Regions from separate parts of the Mus musculus genome. Here region 1 is linked to region 2. A link is a contact called in public Micro-C data. All regions are on one chromosome and are shown on one strand. The core of a region is the stretch at or near the end of the contact, and the rest is flanking DNA. Distances in the headings are between cores, read along the strand shown.

What was found. A called contact is a pair of places that touch in the nucleus more often than the background predicts.
Region 1: a contact with region 2 is called in a Micro-C map of granulosa cells, with 1.9 times the contacts expected there. The contact joins the promoter of Golim4 here to the enhancer-like site in region 2. A contact is called at or near these places in 12 of 39 promoter capture datasets (the 3T3-L1 cell line, 3T3-L1-derived adipocytes, the HPC-7 cell line and 6 more), 3 of 15 datasets of contacts at CTCF or cohesin (the NIH/3T3 cell line, liver and pro-B cells), 47 of 484 Hi-C or Micro-C datasets (the 3T3-L1 cell line, 3T3-L1-derived adipocytes, the C10 cell line and 34 more), 16 of 115 datasets of contacts at active chromatin or transcription factors (CD8 T cells, the SCID.adh cell line, astrocytes and 13 more) and 3 of 9 other capture datasets (adipose tissue, liver and pancreatic islet).

Annotation. Positions count from the first base shown.
Region 1 is chr3:75,955,660-75,958,359 of GRCm38.p6, reverse strand. It overlaps Golim4 (golgi integral membrane protein 4), which reads left to right and starts at 1,411. Exons shown (of 16, transcript NM_001291069.1): 1 at 1,411-2,248. The coding sequence starts at 2,062.
Region 2 is chr3:75,908,995-75,911,694 of GRCm38.p6, reverse strand. Golim4 (golgi integral membrane protein 4) reads left to right here. Exons shown (of 16, transcript NM_001291069.1): 2 at 46-120; 3 at 1,637-1,686. Among named protein-coding and RNA genes, the nearest start is that of Golim4, 47 kb to the left of the region's middle. Within about 2 kb of position 1,259, at least 38 of the 459 cell types and tissues checked have an H3K27ac peak or open chromatin away from gene starts, as enhancers often do. A contact at or near this core is called in CD8 T cells, the MNK3 cell line, adipose-derived mesenchymal stem cells and 4 more, where this site is marked.

The DNA of each region.
Region 1 (2,700 bases), core at 162-2,661, 47 kb before region 2:
CAGAAGGAAAAGGTAGAAAGGATAAGATTCTGATAAAATTCTCCTTTAGTGAGGAAGTATCTTTTTACAAGACCTAGAAGAGACTACAAGTATTATGGTCATATTGGCCAAATTTAGATTCTTTGTTTCCAACTCGTAAATCGAATGTCCTGGCTAAGATTCAGTGTAAGAGCATTTGGAACCAACATAATGTGATTTTTATTAGCTAAGTGCATATACCACCAGTCTCACTTATTTTTTACAGTGAGAGAAATGCCCTGGTCTGCCTGTGTGGCTCTTGTTAACCTATGATTTCAGGACTGACCTAAAAACATTCAACACAGGAACTGTCTTGAAAATGAATCTGGTTTAAGCAGATCTCCTTCGTTTAAAGCACTCATTCCCCATAATTAATTGTGATGACTAAAACACGGGCAGGATATCACAAAAAAATATGTAGAATGCAATATGCAGAATGTAAAAGTGCCACTGCACAACTGATACTTTTCAGAAATAATTTATTTCTCTTAGAATTCAGGTCAAGAGGAGAAACAAATTTATCATTTATGCATAACCTCAATTCCACACACACCCTGATTATATTGAAGAAAGAAATGCACTGTGGATTTCTTTGAAGTGGTTTGGCGTTATTATGCCTGTCTAACTTTTTGTTAAACGTAGTGGGTTTTGCTGGCCTTGAAAATGTAATTTAAAAATGTAACTGATTTTTTTTTCTGCTACCATTAAGAGAAATACACACAGCAAGATGAATGCATACTCATTTCAGCCTGTAAGATTTGTTTTTAAAATTATTCCATTTGCAGCCAGAGGAAACATGAGATCATTTCTTTCCTTCTGCCAACAAAGTGCTTTCCCCACCCCATGTAGACAGTCAAGTGAGCTTCAGGGTCCCAGCTTACTTTCTACCATTTTTGCACATAGCCTAGTGCCTCTAATGGGACAAGACTCAGTAGGCAGTCCTTGAGAGAATGTGAGAAGAACAAAGTGTTCATAAGCTGAACTCATTATGTAGGGTAAGAAATGAGCAGGGCTAAGCAGAGTGCACCCACGGTTGCTTTGCGGTTGTTGGTGTGCATATAAGCACTGTACTCTTGCTCCACGTGCATTCCAAGTGCTGGGACATACATGCACACACATGCGCAATGATCACCAAGCCTCAGGCCAGGACAAGTCCCTAGCCCTCCCAACCAGGCTCCTCCACCCCTCCGCACCCATCCAGGCTCCACGTGGGCGCACCCAGGCGCCAGGCGGCCGCGCGGCCCACGGAGCTCAGAGCCTGCCCAGAGCTGAGAGGGTAGGCGCGGCCCGGGGCGGGACGGACAAAGCTGGCGTCCAATGGAGCCCAGCATTAGCTCCCCGAAAGGAGGGAGCGGTGGCTTGCGCGGGCCCAATGAGCGGGGAGCCCGAGTGGGACTTCCTCCCGGAATCCCGTTGGCCATGATAGCGGGGCCGTGGGTGACACGTAAGTTGGGTGGGAGGTGGCGGGCGGCTGGAGCTTCCAGATCAGTGACACCAGCCCACCACCCCCCTTAACCTGACCAGACCAACCAGTCCCCATCTCTTCATCAATACCGAGGGACCGTTCAAGGGGACGCCGCCTGGAGCCAGGTCCCTTTGTTGGGCGCGCGTCCCCTACCAGTGGTAGCGACAAAGTCCAGCAGCGGGAGCCGGCGCGAGGGGCGGGGACTGACGGTGGGGACAGCGAGGCCAAAAAGTGGGGAGTAGGGAAAACCAAGCCGGCTGCGCGCGGGGACCAGTAGCAAGGGCAGCGGGCTCTGAAGTATGCAAAGAGACTCCACGCGGGCCCAGCCACTCGCGGAAATCCGACATCGCAGAAGTTTGGTGGCTGCTGGCCGGGTGGCGTCGATGACCTGGCGCCCAGCCGGCCGCGGGGGCTGAGCGGCCGCCTCTTCCTCTCTGGTCCGGCTTTTGTGTCTCGCGTCTTCTGCTCATGCCGTGTCCAGCTACTTCTCGCGGTGGCCGTTGCTGAGCTGTCCGACGCAGCCGAGGACCGAGGACACGACGGCTCCCGCCGCCGCAGCGCGGGGCACAGGAGGGACTATGGGAAACGGGATGTGCTCCCGAAAGCAGAAGCGGATCTTCCAGACGCTGCTGCTTCTCACGGTGGTCTTCGGCTTCCTCTATGGCGCGATGCTCTACTTGGAACTGCAGACGCAGCTGCGCAAAGCTGAGGCAGTGGCGCTCAAGTACCAGCAGCACCAGGACTCTCTCTCTGCCCAGTTGCAAGGTACAGTTAAGGGGAAGCGCACCGCCAACTTCTCTCTGAGCTGGTGCTGGTGCTGGAAAAGTAGCTTGGTGGATAGTTAGTTGGCTTTGCAGGTACCACTCATTGACCTTCTGGCGCATCTGAGGGAGCGGCCGCGGGGATGTTGGCTTCTGAGCGTATGTGTGGGAGATAATATCCTGATTTTCCAGCTTCCTCCCAGGAGTTATCTTTGAAATCCACAGCACCAGCGCACGGTCCTGCCTGGCGTTTGGTGGGTACATACAACACCAAGTCTTTTACCCGAAGCACTTGTCAAAGGCCCAGCTGCAATCTAGGCAAACAGCCCTTCTGCTACATCTGCCAATCCTTTCCCAAGAGGCAAGCCTTGGTTTGTAGACATAAAGAATTATGCAGACATTTTCTAACCCGTGTTCTTTTTCAAGGGGGGAAAAAAGAGACTATATACACTAGTG
Region 2 (2,700 bases), core at 10-2,509:
CTGGACCCTTTAGTTCCCTGACAAATGTAACTCTTTCTCTTCCAGTTGTATATGAACACAGATCAAGATTAGAGAAATCTTTGCAAAAAGAAAGGCTTGAACACAAGAAAGCAAAGGAAGGTAAGACAATATGAGCTTGTGCCCTGATATTTCCTCCTACCCTTCTTTGATGTAGCATGAATTTGAACTATGATGCATTTGGTTTTGTATTTTGTTGTTGTTGTTGTTGTTGTTGTTGTTAAGCTGTCTCTCAAATCTGCCTGAAGCCAGTGCTATAAGTGGGCCGAGAAAGAGCTGTCAATAAATGTGTTATACACAGTGCAGACATTTTATATAGTCTTTGTCATGGGGAAGTAGCCCTTTCTTCTCCTTTGGGAACTCAAGACAGATAGCAAGTGGAAGATGTGTGAGCTTCATCACCAGGTCATGACTCAAAGGGCTTCATTTCCTTCATTCCTGTAGAGAACCGGCTGTATTAGAGGCTCAGGACTGTGTTTAGAAGCTTTCCCTTCTGTTTCTGCAGCCTTCATGGACTGTGTACATTGCCATACAAATTATATCAAAATTAACACATGACTTCCCTTCTAAATATTTTTATTGTATATTTTCTTTATTTACCTTTCAAATGTTATTCCCTTTCCAGGCCTCCCCTCTGGAAACCCTCTGTTCCATGCCCCCTCCCCCTGCCTCTATGAGGGTGCCCCCCCTACCCCCACCCACTCCTTCCTTCCCACCCTGACATTCCCTCACTGCACCAAACCTCTGTTGATGGTTGGGGTTTGGAAAACATACATTGTTTAGAACATGACACTGTTTATGTAAGTTTGTAACTCAGTGAGTTGACCTTCTACCTGGAATCTTCTGAATGAAGCAGGTGTTACTATAAGTTCATGAAACATTTGCCTAGCCCAGCTGTTCAGATAGGAATTACCACTTAACACATTGCTTTTTGTCAGAGCTTTTGAAGCAAGCATACACTCTAGCATCCAAGTACTGGAAGTTATCTGCACTCTTAGGTCTGATGCATTCATGTTTTGTGATGAATCTTGGAATGTAAACCCTTGGCTCCTTTGGTGAGTGTGGGGTGGGTGCTGGGTACTATGTAACCCTCTCCTGACTCATAGGATGCACAGACTTAATCATTCTGAGAAATGCTTTCAGACTTGTCTTTGCCAGGTCTTCCATTGCAGAGTGTTTTTATAGAGCCATCTAGTGGATAATAAAGTTTCAGAGCATTAAAGACGGCTTGATTGCCGTTTCAGTTCCTGAAGGAATTTAGTGTGCCCTCTAGTGGGTAGCTATAAATCACCCTTGTCTCAAATGCACCCTCTCCGCTTTCAAAGGCAGATTTCACAGAGATATTGTAAGTGTGCTATTAGTCACTTGCCATCGATTCTGGTGATGCAGGGCTTGAAGACAGCAGGGAGAGTGGAAAACTATAAGCTTTGTCATCTGTTTTCCAAAGCTTCCAGAGGTAACATGATGTACATAAATCACTAGGTATGTTGATTTGAAAAAAACTGGTTATCTTTTTGTAAATCTGAGTAAAGTATATAGCATTTTTTTCTCAGAGATGCTTAAAGGTTTTTAAATAGACTAACTTATACTTTACTTTCTCTATTTTTATCTTTCCTAGATTTCCTTGTTTATAAGTTAGAAGCACAAGAAACACTTAACAAAGGAAGGGTAAGGCTTTGTTCTGTTTTGGCTTTTATTTTGTTCTCATGAACTTTAAGGGAGATAAAAATACCACTGCAAAAAATTTTACTCCATTTATTACCAGCATAAATGGATTAAGGGTGGACATACATTTTTGTTACCAAAAAAAAAAAAAAAAAACAAAAAAAAAACAAAAAAACAACAAAAAAAAAAACCAAGAAGGAAACCAAGAGAGAAACTTGTACACATTGTTTATTTAAAACTTATCTTTTCTTACTTCTTGTCGCATTACTGATGACTAGTGATAAACTGGGGCAGCTTCTCTGTGGCACATGAGGTTTGTTTGGTTGTGTTTGGATCTAGATTTCGATTTGAGACAGGTTCTCATGTATGCAAGAAGACGTCTAAATCATTGAGTAGCAGAGGATAACTTTGAGTTTCTGATCTTCCTACCTTAACCTCCCTAGTGCTGGGATTATAGGTGTGTGCTACTGTGCGTGCCAACAGGGAAGCTCATGTTTATTCCCTCTTTGATTTGCTCATGGCGTCTCTTTTCTCTGACATGAAAGACTTCTGTTTGCTTACAGAGTACTATCAAGGAGGAGAACTAACTGCCTTAGTGTTCACATTGCAGGAATCTGAAGGATGAATTATGGACAGAATGAGTGGTATTGGCATTTAAAAATATTTTAAAGTTAAAATTCGCTGGAGAAAAGCCAGTCTTTGTCTTACCCTACAGAAATGTGTGAGTGTTAGTTGAATAAAACATTTGTGTTTAGTGATTTCAAAGCTGAGGAAAGTCTGTTCTTTGAATTGCCTAGAGGATGTTTTCAACTTTCAACTCTAAGTTGCTTTTAAAAGCCTGAACCAGACCTCGGTGCACCCAATTGTATATTTTGTAGTGTAGTTTCCTTATCAACTAAAAAAATAAAAAAAGAATAAGGCAGGGGATGAATGATGAACCAGAAGTGTAGTTTATTTTAGGAGCTATGAGAAGAAAACCCGGGAGTGCCCCTGTGTGGTGATAGCACAGCCGGAGAG